2 separate regions of the Sus scrofa genome follow, and region 1 is linked to region 2. A link is a contact called in public HiChIP or PLAC-seq data. All regions are on one chromosome and are shown on one strand. Each heading gives the region's core, a stretch centred on a gene start, on an enhancer-like site or on the middle of the called end of the contact. The rest is flanking DNA. Distances are from core to core; before and after follow the strand shown.

What was found. HiChIP or PLAC-seq counts read pairs in DNA pulled down with a chosen protein or histone mark.
Region 1: a contact with region 2 is called in an H3K27ac HiChIP or PLAC-seq map of skeletal muscle, with 3 times the contacts expected there. The contact joins two enhancer-like sites. A contact is called at or near these places in 3 of 47 Hi-C or Micro-C datasets (embryonic fibroblasts and skeletal muscle) and 1 of 2 datasets of contacts at active chromatin or transcription factors (skeletal muscle).

Annotation. Positions count from the first base shown.
Region 1 is chr15:67,638,382-67,641,632 of Sscrofa11.1, forward strand. No RefSeq gene overlaps it. Among named protein-coding and RNA genes, the nearest start is that of RBMS1, 230 kb to the left of the region's middle. Within about 2 kb of position 1,645, at least 14 of the 83 cell types and tissues checked have an H3K27ac peak or open chromatin away from gene starts, as enhancers often do. A contact at or near this core is called in skeletal muscle, where this site is marked.
Region 2 is chr15:67,543,146-67,546,381 of Sscrofa11.1, forward strand. No RefSeq gene overlaps it. Among named protein-coding and RNA genes, the nearest start is that of RBMS1, 140 kb to the left of the region's middle. Within about 2 kb of position 1,751, at least 43 of the 83 cell types and tissues checked have an H3K27ac peak or open chromatin away from gene starts, as enhancers often do. A contact at or near this core is called in skeletal muscle, where this site is marked.

The sequences.
Region 1 (3,251 bases), core at 395-2,894, 95 kb after region 2:
AGAGGAGCCACTAAATGTATTTATCTGCTATTCTTTTTCTCTATAGTACACTTTCCCTCTCTCCTTTTTTTTTTTTTTTTTTTTTTTTTCCCCTGTACCAACATCATGTGAAATTCCTGGGCCAAGGGCCACAGCAGCCACCTGAGCCACAGCAGTAAAGCAGTAACAACGTCAGATCCTTAACCCACTATGCCACAAAGGAACTCCTCCATAGTACATTTTGTCCTTGGGTTTCTTGGTGGCTCTTTGGTGTCAGATGAAGCAGAGGGCAGATGGAAGTAAAAGCTACATATGTGTCTCAGTTTACAAAGAGGCATTTGCCTTTTCTCCACTTCCTTCCCCTTACATTCCCAGTTGATGAGTTTTGTTACTATGTAGGTTTCAAATCAAGCTAATTGATTTAGTTCTCTGGAAAGTGAAGGTGGAGTGATCTTACAAAGTGAATTAGCAAGGAATACCAATCTGAAAAGTAGGAGGTGACTACTGCCTTAATTGTCTTACTGTGTAACAACAATTTTTTTTTAATATTTCCTGGAAATGTATCAATAATATGAGTAAAATGACTGTTAACAGAAAAGTGAGAAAAACATAAACTGAAATTATAGAATTAGAGAAAGAAAGAATGGAAGAGGAATATATTATTATGTTAGTGCAAAAACAAAGTTTCGATAGCATTTTAAAGTAAATATACTGAAAACACTGTTGTAAATGGCATCAATCTCACTTTTTACCTACTTGGCAACATAAAATAGACAATAATAAATGGAGTTCTGGCTTTTGAGATCAGTTTCTGACACAATATGAAATACTTCTTTTGGTAGATAAAGTCAAGGAGGTCACTGGATATTATTTCCTGGTATACTGTAAACATTTGTGAATGAACTAAGGGCATGCATAATTTTCATAAAATTAAAGCATGTTACTAAAGTACTCAGTATCTAAGAGATATGAATCTGGTACCGAAGGAGTCACTCTGTGCTTCATTAATTCCCTCACTGAATATCCAAGAGCTTGCTCTGTACCTAGAAACAGTCTGGGCACTGGAAGAACTGTGAAGCAGAAATGTGGTTCTGTGATTTTCATGCTCTTCAGATGATGAAAATAATTTTTTCTTTTCCATCTTCACGTTCACTGACACCTTGTAGAGGACAGTTAAACCCAACCGGCAATGAAAGCTGAGTAACATCTGTGGTTCATGTTTTTACTTATTCACAAGTCACTGTTTATCAAATTTATTCAACGACCCTCCCATACCTGACCAGACAAAAGCCCTCTTTGTCTGTCCTAGTGTCTGATCCACGCCAGGATTTTAAAAACAATACCCTGTTTTACTCCAGAGAGATTACAGGTTAGGTTTTAATGACAAAGGATGCACTTTGTGTGCATATTTGAACAGTACCACCTGTTGAAACTTGTAATGTTGTTGCTTGAGACTCTTCAGAATTGTAGATTTAAATTTTCCTCCCATCGCATGAGAGCTGATGTGAGCACTGCCAAAAAAATAATGACCAGATCCTCTGTCCCTGAACTTCAGACATTTCTGAACCCAGCTTCAGGAAGAAACAGCTCTCCACGCCAGCAGCTGAGGCACGTTGTGTCAACAAGATGGAATGTGCCTGATTTCACTTTGCAGTGCACACTGGAACCCAAACCACAGCAGGATGACTGTTTGACGTGTGCAGGAGTTACTTGGGAATAGTGGCAGCACCCTAGCAATGTGCCTAGATGGGAAACAGCTGTCAGATTTGAAGCCACTGTTTGACACAGCCATTCTAGACGTGCCCAGTGCCTCCTCTTGCTCAGTTCCCGTTGGTTAATGAGAACAAGGGATGAAATCCTTTTTTCTTCAAAAAATGATTACCTGGATAGAGATTTTCTGAGCAGGGTTCAAGAAAAAAGAACATCGATGATTAAAGCTTATACAGGAAAATCCAGTAGTTTGGCCCTGGGAAAGTGGCATTCACCATAAATCTACAGTGATCCTGGTGTGGGGATTGCCTTTGGAATTCTGACTGTTCTGGCAGAGGGAGAGACATAGGCTGAGGTTGTTCCTTTATTCAATCTGTCTGTCTTGCTCCCACCGGCTGGCTCAGAAAACATAGGTCTAACTAATTTCAAGGGACGTGGCTTGTACTCCTTCTGTTCATAATTGACCATTCCATGGGAAATAAGGAGGAGATAATGGAAACTAGTGGAGCCAACCAGAGTGATAAACACTGAAAAGGGTAAAAAGTCATTTGATTTATCTTAAATCAATGAGAAAATGAATAGAAAAAACAGATGTCATTAATTCTTCTTTCAGATCTCTCATGGTAATAGAGATAAGAAAGACGTGAAGCTCAAAACATTGTGTTATCTATCTATCTATCTATCTATCTATCTCTCTCTCTCTCTCTCTCTCTATCTATCTATCTATCTATCTATCTATCTATCTATCTATCTACCACTTTGAATTCTGTTCCATGATTCACTTTGTCAGATCCCAAAGACTTCTTTGCCTTTGAATTTAAACAAGAGCAAATTTCCATTCATTTTCCCATATTTTTGAGCATTTTAAATGATAGCTGAGTTATGAGTCATTGCCAAGCTCTTCAGCATCATTGTACCAAGAGCACATAACATGTTTTCTACCTGTCGCTGTAAATTATTGCCTGCGTGTAGAACTCCAGGAACGATTTGGCTTCCTGCCCACACAAATGACTTCTCATCGTTCAGGTTTCAATTTAATGCCAGAATGTACTGTAAGATGTATGTTCAATGCTACAAATGAGTTGCATGTGCATTTCCATTTCAGAAAACCTGGCCTGAATTTTAAAAGAAAGCATTTGGGATCTATTGTATTAGAAGTGCTTCTGAGCTAAGTGCATTCTACATGCATTGTAATACTGTCGTATCAAAAATAGTGCTAGACTTTGGGTGCTACACCAAATTTTTAAAACAAACAAAAAAGACAAATGATGTTTTCAGTTTTTGATCTTGTTTTTCCAGATAACTAAAAGATACATTGTATTTTCTTTCTTCAGTTATCTTTGCTTTTTTAAATTTTAGTTGGCTTTCTCTCATCTTCTGACCACCACCAGCCTACCAAGTGAAAGCAACTTGAAGAGAAAAATATCTTAAATTGAAAGTTAAGGATTTAGAAACATGTGTTGTATAGGCAGAATCAACTCCAGCACTAATCAGAAAGATACTTTTAGACTTCCTTACTTCTTGTTAGTGATTACACTGATAGATGAAGATATATAGGAAAT
Region 2 (3,236 bases), core at 501-3,000:
GGTATGAAAGAGAGGATGATGGTGCCATTGACAGAAATAAGGAAGTCAGGAAGAGATGCTGGTGTTGAGGAGGAAGAGGGGGAATTTGATTTTTAAAACATTGTGTTGGTATGGTACACTGTGTACCCAGTGAAAGTGTCCAGAGGTAATTAGGAAGAGAGATTAGACTTGGGTAGTTTAGGTTTGGAAGTCATCAAAGGACAGAAGGATAAAGAAGGAAAATAACAGTTTGGTTGAGGGAGAAGCTGATGAATTTGAGCAAGACTAACAAGCAGTGGCTCTGATGATGACTCACATGGCAGGGAGGCCAAGGAGAATAAGGACTGAAAAAAGTCCATTAGACATGGTGCCTAGCGGGTCAACAGTTCCAGTAAAGTGGGCATTTGTGGATGGGATTCTAGGGTTGAGAGGGAAGAGGCTCCAATGCGTCAGAGATGAGGTACTGGCTCCTTGCTTTAAAAGGTGCAGGGAGAGGGGAGTTCCTGTTGTGGTGCAATGGAGACGAATCTGACTAGTATCCACGAGGATGCGGGTTCGATCCCTGGTCTTGAATCAAACCGAATCTTCGTGGATACTAGTCGGATCCCTGGACTCACTCAGTGGGTAGGCGATCCGGCGTTGCCCTGAGCTGTGGTGTAGGTTGCAGACATGGCTCCAATCCAGCATTGCTGTGACTGTGGTGTAGGCTGGTGGCTACAGTTTGACCCCTAACCTGGGAAATTTCATATGGTGGGTGCGGCCCTAAAAAGACAAAAAAAGAAAAAAGCCAGAATACTACCAAACGGCCATACATTTTGGGAACCCGAAGAGGCACTGCACGAGTCCTAAAAGCGAGTAGTAGATGTTTAATATATGCAGTTGTGGTAATAGAAAGTTTGAATGGACATTGACATTTTTATCAGCACATACATTTAAAAAGAAAGCCAGTCTTCCAATACAAGGAAAGAGTAATGTGTTCCTTGGCACTCTAGAATGGAGGGCCCAATCTAGAGCCCCACAGGTCAAATCTGGCTCTCACATATTGTGTTTGCTGACATTTGTTTGCTAGATTATTACGTTCCTCTGCCTCCTTGTTACCCAGAGCCACCCTGAGCCATGCAGATATTTGCATCTGTAACTCCTGCTCTAATACTTTCTAACGCTAAACCATCCCAAAGAAAGAAAAACATTAAAATAAATACTTAAATAATTCAAAACGAACACATCCTGACTTTGAATATTCTCTCTCTCTCTCTCTCTCTCTGTGTGTGTGTGTGTGTATATATATATATAAGCAAATTGGATTCAGTTATGTTTTCTTTCTAGCTGTTGTATTCTTTTGAACTATCTCAATGCGCTGAGCCGGCCCTGGCCCCACCCTCAGGTCTCCCTCCCTCTCTCTCTTGCTCAGAACCTTTAAGGCTTGAGTGTTCTCACCCTTGCCTTTGCTAGGAGCTCCTGGTTGCTTGAGTGTTCCTTTTATCCCGTTCCGTTTAATTACCATGCAAACCCTCTGTTGAGCTTTTAATTAACAAGTTATCTTCATCTGAAGACTGGAAACCCTGGGCTCTTTCAGCATACATTAGACAGCTAAAATATGAAATTAAAGAAAACAGAGTTTTAGCCAACAGAAACAAGTGACTCATTTCCTTGTGAAAACACACCAGGTTTATGTTACTCTGGCAACGATATTCCAGAACAGCGTCCCTCCCCTCCCCTCTTAGAGCTTGTATGTGTTCCTGTTACAGTCTGTGTTCTGTGGTGACCTAATAGGGAACCAAGTCACTCATTGATTCATGAGAAAAGAACACTGCGCTTTCATGCCTATGGCTCAACCTACGTCCTTTTGACCGAAGGAAGGAAGAAGAGTTTACTTTGTACAAAAGCGAGGAGCTGTGAGAAGAGACAAAAAACTCTGGACCGAGTGCTGTTCTAGGGTCGAAGTGTAGTCCTGCTGTGACTTTCAAAACACCATGACTGGTTCCAGTATGTTAGAATTCTAAGTGCCTGTTTTTCTAACGGCATCTGATTAAATCATAGTGGGCAGCAGCCTGTGTGTGTGCGCCGCACGGGGAAATGAAGATTTAGAGGCTCTTGCGCAAAGACCCCAGATGTTTCTTGGGACGCGCATCATGGGCGGGAATTTCATGGTGCTTAGGGCCAAAATTTCAATCCAGATCAGGGAGGCCTGCCAAGGCAGAAATGCGTAAAACAAAACCAGTTGCACTGATCGTCTTTTCTTCTAGGTTTTAAGCTCCAGGAGGTACTCAGAAAGTAGTGGAGAGGATCTTCAGTATATTAGGTTTTACTCCAGATGTTATTTAAAAATTGGAGTCTGGATGAAGGGAGGGCTGCAGGGATTTTAAGTTTAGAGACATCTTGAGCAGCTTTATATTTTTATTAAAAGTGCAGTGAATTGTGTAGCTATTAGAATGTAACAGACTAAAAATTACTGGTGTTTGAAGATTTTTAGTTTCTCTCTTGTACTAACAACCTGTCTGCAAAAGAGTTTTTTCAGCTTTGCTCAGTCATTTTTTTCCCCCTCAAAAGTGTCTTACCAGTTCTCTTGGCTTTGGAGAGAGACTAGGAGAACAAGCAGAGAGAGAGAGAGAGGTGGGAACAGTGGGAAGATGTGGGACAATTTAGTGTCAGTTTTATGCATAATGTCAATTTATATAATGAAGGACTAGCAGAGGGAAGATAAATCAAAAATAGCTTTTAAACAAGTCATATAGGCTGGAGGTAGAGAAGGAATTATTTTTTTCAGAGGATTTGAGGGGAAGGATCTAGGGATAATAGGTCATCTATGTGATGGTAACAGATAGGAAGGGAGAAAAAAAAGAAAGTTTTAAGAATTGCTGGGACTGTAGTATCCTCATCAAAGTTCAGGATATATAAGAAAAGAACTTGATTTATTTTAAAATTGAAACTAAATTGAATTGCAAGGATTGTGTATTTTTAGCCACAACACTGCTCTGGGACGTGAACCATGTGGGTCATGGTATTATAAATAATAAAAAGTATTATAATTTAAAACATTGCTTGACAAAATTTGAAATAATTCCCACTGGAAAGATAGCCTTGACTTGGGAGAATGTTGAGTAGAAATTCTTTTGTATTTTTTTTCTGTGTGTGGTACCCAAATATTAAGGCAGAAGGCAAAAGTCAACGACAACTTAGTAGTTCAAAACATTCTCATTCTGAGTTGTCATCAGGAAGATGGCTTTGATGGGAGTGACCTTCCCGTCCATTGTAAC